Linked DNA regions of Sus scrofa: region 1 is linked to region 2. Evidence: chromatin contacts called from public HiChIP or PLAC-seq data. All regions are on one chromosome and are shown on one strand. Each heading gives the region's core, a stretch centred on a gene start, on an enhancer-like site or on the middle of the called end of the contact. The rest is flanking DNA. Distances are from core to core; before and after follow the strand shown. Region 1 holds the start of YWHAH (14-3-3 protein eta). Region 2 overlaps DEPDC5 (DEP domain-containing protein 5).

Evidence for each region. HiChIP or PLAC-seq counts read pairs in DNA pulled down with a chosen protein or histone mark.
Region 1: a contact with region 2 is called in an H3K27ac HiChIP or PLAC-seq map of alveolar macrophages. The contact joins the promoter of YWHAH here to the enhancer-like site in region 2. A contact is called at or near these places in 4 of 47 Hi-C or Micro-C datasets (adipocytes, brain, embryonic fibroblasts and 1 more) and 2 of 2 datasets of contacts at active chromatin or transcription factors (alveolar macrophages and skeletal muscle).

The regions. Positions count from the first base shown.
Region 1 is chr14:48,542,649-48,545,434 of Sscrofa11.1, forward strand. It overlaps YWHAH (14-3-3 protein eta), which reads left to right and starts at 1,383. Exons shown (of 2, transcript XM_001928076.4): 1 at 1,383-1,791. The coding sequence starts at 1,705.
Region 2 is chr14:48,502,580-48,505,291 of Sscrofa11.1, forward strand. The region is part of intron 32 of DEPDC5 (DEP domain-containing protein 5); the gene reads left to right. Among named protein-coding and RNA genes, the nearest start is that of YWHAH, 40 kb to the right of the region's middle. Within about 2 kb of position 1,337, at least 4 of the 83 cell types and tissues checked have an H3K27ac peak or open chromatin away from gene starts, as enhancers often do. A contact at or near this core is called in alveolar macrophages, where this site is marked.

The DNA of each region.
Region 1 (2,786 bases), core at 133-2,632, 40 kb after region 2:
AATGTGGCTTCCATGCCTCTGGTGGTTCCCAACTACCTAGGGATGCTTCAGATCTTCAGCCTGGCATTGAAAACACTCCACAGTCTTGTTTTTTACCTCACCTCATGTCCCACTGCCCGACCTTTCTCACCATTTTGTTTTTATCTTCACTGCCAAGGCTTTGTCTTTGCAGACCCCACTCTCTCCCACCTTTTCCCTGACATTATCTGGACCAGCTTACCTCCTTTGGGGTATTCAGACATCTGCTTCTCCGAGACAGGGGCTGCGTCTTAACTCTTTTTTTTTTTTTTCTTTTTTTTCTTTTTTGTCCTCCCCTGGGCATACGGAATTCCTGGGCCAGGGATCCAGTGCTAGATCCTTAAGCCACTGTACCAGGCTGGGGATTAAACCTGCATTCCAGCCCTCCCAAGATGACCTCATTGAGCCACAGAGAGAACTGAGTGTCCTACTCATTCTGCACCTACTCTTTCCCCCAGTGTTGAGCATGCAGTAGGTGCTCAATAAAATTCTCAGAGAACCTCAGGCCCCTTCTCCTGCACTGCCCTTCGCATGGTATACTAGGTCTGGTCATGCTTTAGTTATTGGGATTTTCCTCTCTTGTCCGAGGCCCAGCCCTGGGCCTGGCACCAGGGTTCCTCAGCGTGGAACGCCAGGACTGGCTCAGTGACCAGCGGGTCCACTCTCCTCTTTGCCACTTTACAGGCCAACAGTAACCTTGAGCAACTCACACTGGTCTGGCTTTGAAAAAAGAGGCCAGCTGTACCCACTGGCCTGAGTTGTGAGCATCAGATACGATCGTGCCTGGAAAGGCCTAGCACTGGGCCAGCTCCTAGCAGGTGTGTCACGAAGGTTATCCGCCTCAGCCGGGCCGGTCAGTCCCTCCTCCCGCGTAAAGGCACAGTCTGCACAAGGCCACTCCCTAGGGTGGAGGCGCAGTGAATGAATGTGTTGTGGGGTGGGGGTGGGGGGGACGTTAGGCGGGACCGACTCTAATCTGCCAGCGCAGACCCAAGTGCTGGGTGTGGCCCTGCGAAGCCGAACGGTTAGACTGGGCGGGGGCGGGTCCAGACCGCCCGTCGGGCATGCGGCCTCCTGGCTTCCCCAAGCGCTAGTTTTATTTGCTTTGGAGTCCCTTCTCAATCTAGTGCTCTAACATGGGTTCAGAAGCACCTTTCCGGGTGGGGCCGTGACAGTGCGCTGCCAGCGGAGCAGCCATCTCCCGGCCCCTTCCCCGATCTCTGCAGTCCCCACCCCAGCGGTCCCCTCTTCACCTCCACCTCTGCGGTGGTAAAATGCAGCACTCGCACGGCGCCTGCGCGGCTTTGGGGCGGGGCGGTGGTCGCAGCTATTTATAGTAGCTGACGTCACCTTGAAATAGACCGTTAGGGCCGGCCCGCCCTTCCCCCCTCCCACTTGCGCCGCTCCGCGCCGCCCGGCCCTGCCCCTCCCACTGCGCAGGCGTCCTCCCATCCGCCCATCCCCCCGCGTGACCGCCTGTCCTCTCTCGGCGGCGTCCGCGGTGCGAGCCACAGCGCGCGAGGCGAGCCAGCGAGAGGTCGATCGGTGCTGCCTGCTGCTTGTAGCCTAGGCGGGCCGGCGAGCCAGTGCGCGTGCGCGGCGGCGGCCTCCGCGGCGACCGGGAGCGGACGCGCGGGCTAGCAAGCGAGTGGAGCTGGGCGCGAGGCGAGGCCGAGCCATAGCGACATGGGGGACCGCGAACAGCTGCTGCAGCGGGCGCGGCTGGCCGAGCAGGCGGAGCGCTACGACGACATGGCCTCCGCCATGAAGGCGGTGAGCGCGCCGGACGCCCGGGCGGCCGGCCGGGGGCCCGACGCAGGGGAAGGGTGGGCAACCAGGCGGCTGCTCCCTCCAGGCCTGGGGCGACCCCGCCGCCCCGCTGGGCGCGGCCACCCGCCCGCACACCGCGCTTCCCGCGCCCGCCGCGCGCCCCGCCATTTCCTGCGGCCGGGCCCTGGTGGGGTTTCTAGGGAGGGGGTGCGGCGGTGACCCCGCGGGCGGGCCATCTGGTGGTCGGGGGTCGCCATATCCCAGCTCGGACCACAGGTGAGGGAGGGTGCCCGTGGGAAGGTGAGGGAGTCACATTTCTCCTTCTGGATATTTCTGTCGGGCTGGGGCACCCCCTCTTTTCTCCACACCCCAACTTGTAATAAAGAATCACCTAGTGAGTGGCGCCCTGTCTCTCATGGTTTCCGCTGCCACTACCTGCAGTCGGTGTAATTCCGATCCGTTTTTGCTCCGCTCGCTGGAATCGTTCTGGTTCCATCCTCCCACGCCCGGGGTCCGCATTGTGTGCGGAGACCCCCCCCCTCCCCCCCGCAAGCCGGCGGGAGGGTGGCGGGCGTGTGGCTCCTTCCAGGTTGGATGCGGCACCCATCTGCTTGGAGACTAAAACGGGTCGTGACTCCTGGGCGGGCCGAGCCCGTGTACCTTTGCCTTGCCGAGACCCTCAGAGACCTGTCTGCAGCTCGATTTCCGGGGAAGGAGCCTTTGCCGACCACACCCTGGCAAATGCCCTGGATTAGATACCACCTGCGTGCCTGAGACTTAGGGTTGTGGCGAACTCCTCGCTAACCTCGTCTCCGCGCATTATTTCACGTTTTCTCCAAATGAACATTACTTCCCTCTGCGTCAAGGTCACACGGGTATAGCCACAGCTGCGGCCACCAACCTGCCATGTTCACCCAGTGTTCCACCTCCTGAGACCTGAAAGGATCTCCTGGGGCCCCACCCTAGACCTAAAGACTCAGAAACCCTGGGGGTGGAGC
Region 2 (2,712 bases), core at 87-2,586:
TGGGAAAGTTCTCTCTGTCATTTATACTTCAAGTAAACTTGGACTGCCCAAGAATAGAGTGGGGAAGGCAAGGCAGCTTCAGGAACCCCTCCTGGTGAGTGCATGCATGTCTGACACTATGTATGTCTCAGAGTCTTGGTGATTTTGTTACACAACCGGCGGAGGAGGTATTGCTGCTTCTGGTGTCCTCAGAAAATTAAGCAAGCACTTTTCCTGCCTTGAATCCTCTTCTCCCTTCTGGCTGCCATGTTTAGTAACAGGCCCCTGTGCGTCTCTCCAGGAGGCCTGCTGGTCACCCAGCTGGGCGGGAGGCCAGGAAGCTGCCATTGAACCCTTCCTGGTGCAACCCCTCCCCCAACCAAGCTGCCCTGCAGCCTTCTCCCCTTGGCATAGGTCTGAAGGATGTTCGGAGCTATGGGGGGTAGGGGTGCACAGGCATCCCAGCCAGGCTCTGATGAGACCTGAGGGGCTTGGACACAACTTCTTACCCAGGTGCTGACTCCCACAAGGATGGGATTTTCTGCCCAGGAAGGTGTGGGTTTCTGCTAATGCTTTGCATTTGGGTATTTTCTTCCTGGGTGGATCTTTCTCTCTCTTTCTTTTTTTTCCCATTCCCCTCATGTGCCCTTGTTTCTCTCCTTCCTGCCTTGTTTTTGTTTTTGCCTCTCACCCGCTCCTTCCCCTGTTTGCTCTGGGCCGCATCCCGTCCCTCCGCCGCCTCGCACTTGCCGCCTCGTCGCTTCCTGCCGCTCTGATCCAGGACGGGGCCTTCTTTATGGAGTTTGTCCGCAGCCCTCGCACAGCGTCATCTGCCTTCTACCCACAGGTCAGTCCAACCCCCACGCATGCCTGCCTGTCAGCAGAAGTTGCCATCCAGCCTTCAGTTCAGCTCTGAACATGGGGCCTTGGGCTGAAGTCAAGTTTGAGGGGCAGTTGAAATCGAATTTGGTCTCAGAGGTGCATTTCTTTCCTCAGAGTTTGTGGTGACAAAGGGGATTGAAGAGGTTAATGTGAGAGAACCAACTATGGCACATGTGGCCGACGTGTTCCCATCTGTCTCTTACACAGGGTTGCCACTGACTCTCGGCCACATGGAAGCACCTTCCCTCTTAGGTGTTTTTGTTCACGTGACATGAGCAGCATGGCATATGCTAGCTTAAGGGCTGAACTCTTATTTTATTTCCTCCCATATAAATTCCTCCCAGATAAATTTATAACAGTGCGGCAGGAAGTGGTAAGAAACAGAGCAAACATTTATTAACAGGCGTGTGCTTTGTCACAGGCTGAGTGTGTGCCACCCACGGCACCTCTGGGCTGCCCTTAACTCCTGTGTTGCATAAAGGGTTTGGACCGGATCTCAAGGGCCTTCCAAGCCTTAAAACTTTTCAGTTACTACATACACATCACACCCACAGTTTTATTTCACTTCATCACAGCATAGCCTATGAGTTAAGCAGAGGTTTTACTGAAGTTCCACAGATGGAAAAACCAAGGGATGGAGAAGTTCTGCTTCACACAGTGTGAGGTTGAGCTGGGATTTAAATTAGGACCATTGGGCTTGATTCCTGCCCCCTGCCCCCTCCCCCATAATTAGCATTGGTCATTGCTGTTCTGACAGATCTCTGTGAAGAGAACCTGGGCTCCTGCCCTTTATTGGGGTCGCAACACATGGTTTTCTTTCCTTTAGAATAAAGGCCAAAGTCCTCATGATGGAAAGGTCCATTGTGACTGTAGCCCTGGGCCCTCCTCCTCACTCTTGCTCTCCGGGGACAGGGCTTTCTCCAGACTGTAGGCCTCAGGCTTCCTGTCACATGCTTAGCATAGACTCATCTAGCTACCCCCCCACCCGCCACTGCCACTGTGGACTTTTTCAGCACCAGTGCCCCCAGCCAGCATCTCTACGGCCCTCTTTGGGGTCCGTGTGACTGGGACGAATGAATGCCTGTCTTCCTCATGAGACTGGGCTCTGAGAGGGCTGCAGCCATCAGTTCTCAGCACCCAGCCTGGCACCCAGGATGTGCACAGCAAATGCGGCCTCAGAGAGGCCATAAGGGAAACAGTTGTAAAAAACCTGTTTACACAGTGGAACCCTTTTTTCCCCATTGCTAATTTATACCTAACCCTAACCTATAATCCAGTCAACTTTGAATCTTTCAGGCCAAAGTGTGGGGCCAAAGGAGGCTCACAGCCCCAGGCACCTGCACCCCTGGTGTCCCCAGACACACTCCCAAAGACCCCAGGTTCTGCAGGATATGCTTACAGGCCGTAGCTGTTAGAGCTGCAGGTTTCTTTCTTTGTGTGCGTTTTAATTTTATTGAAGTATAGTTGATTTACAGTGTTAATTTCTGTTGTCCAGTGAAGTGATTCAGTTATACATATATACACATCCGTTCGCAACTAGGTTATCACAGAATATTGAGTAAATTTCCCTGTGCTATACAGCAGGTCCCTGTTGGCCATCAATTCCATACACCATAGTGGGCATAAGCCATCCCAAACTCCCAATCCTTTCGTCCCTCCACCACCTCCCTCCTTGGTGTCATTTTTAAATTTAATTTTATTTTTTATTTTTTCCTTTTAGGGCTGCATGGGAGGCACATGGAAGTTCCCAGTCTGGGGGTCACATTGGAGCGACAGTTGCTGGCCTATGCCACAGCCACAGCTACAGCCACAGCAACGTGGGATCCTTAACCCAGGGATTGAATCCGCATC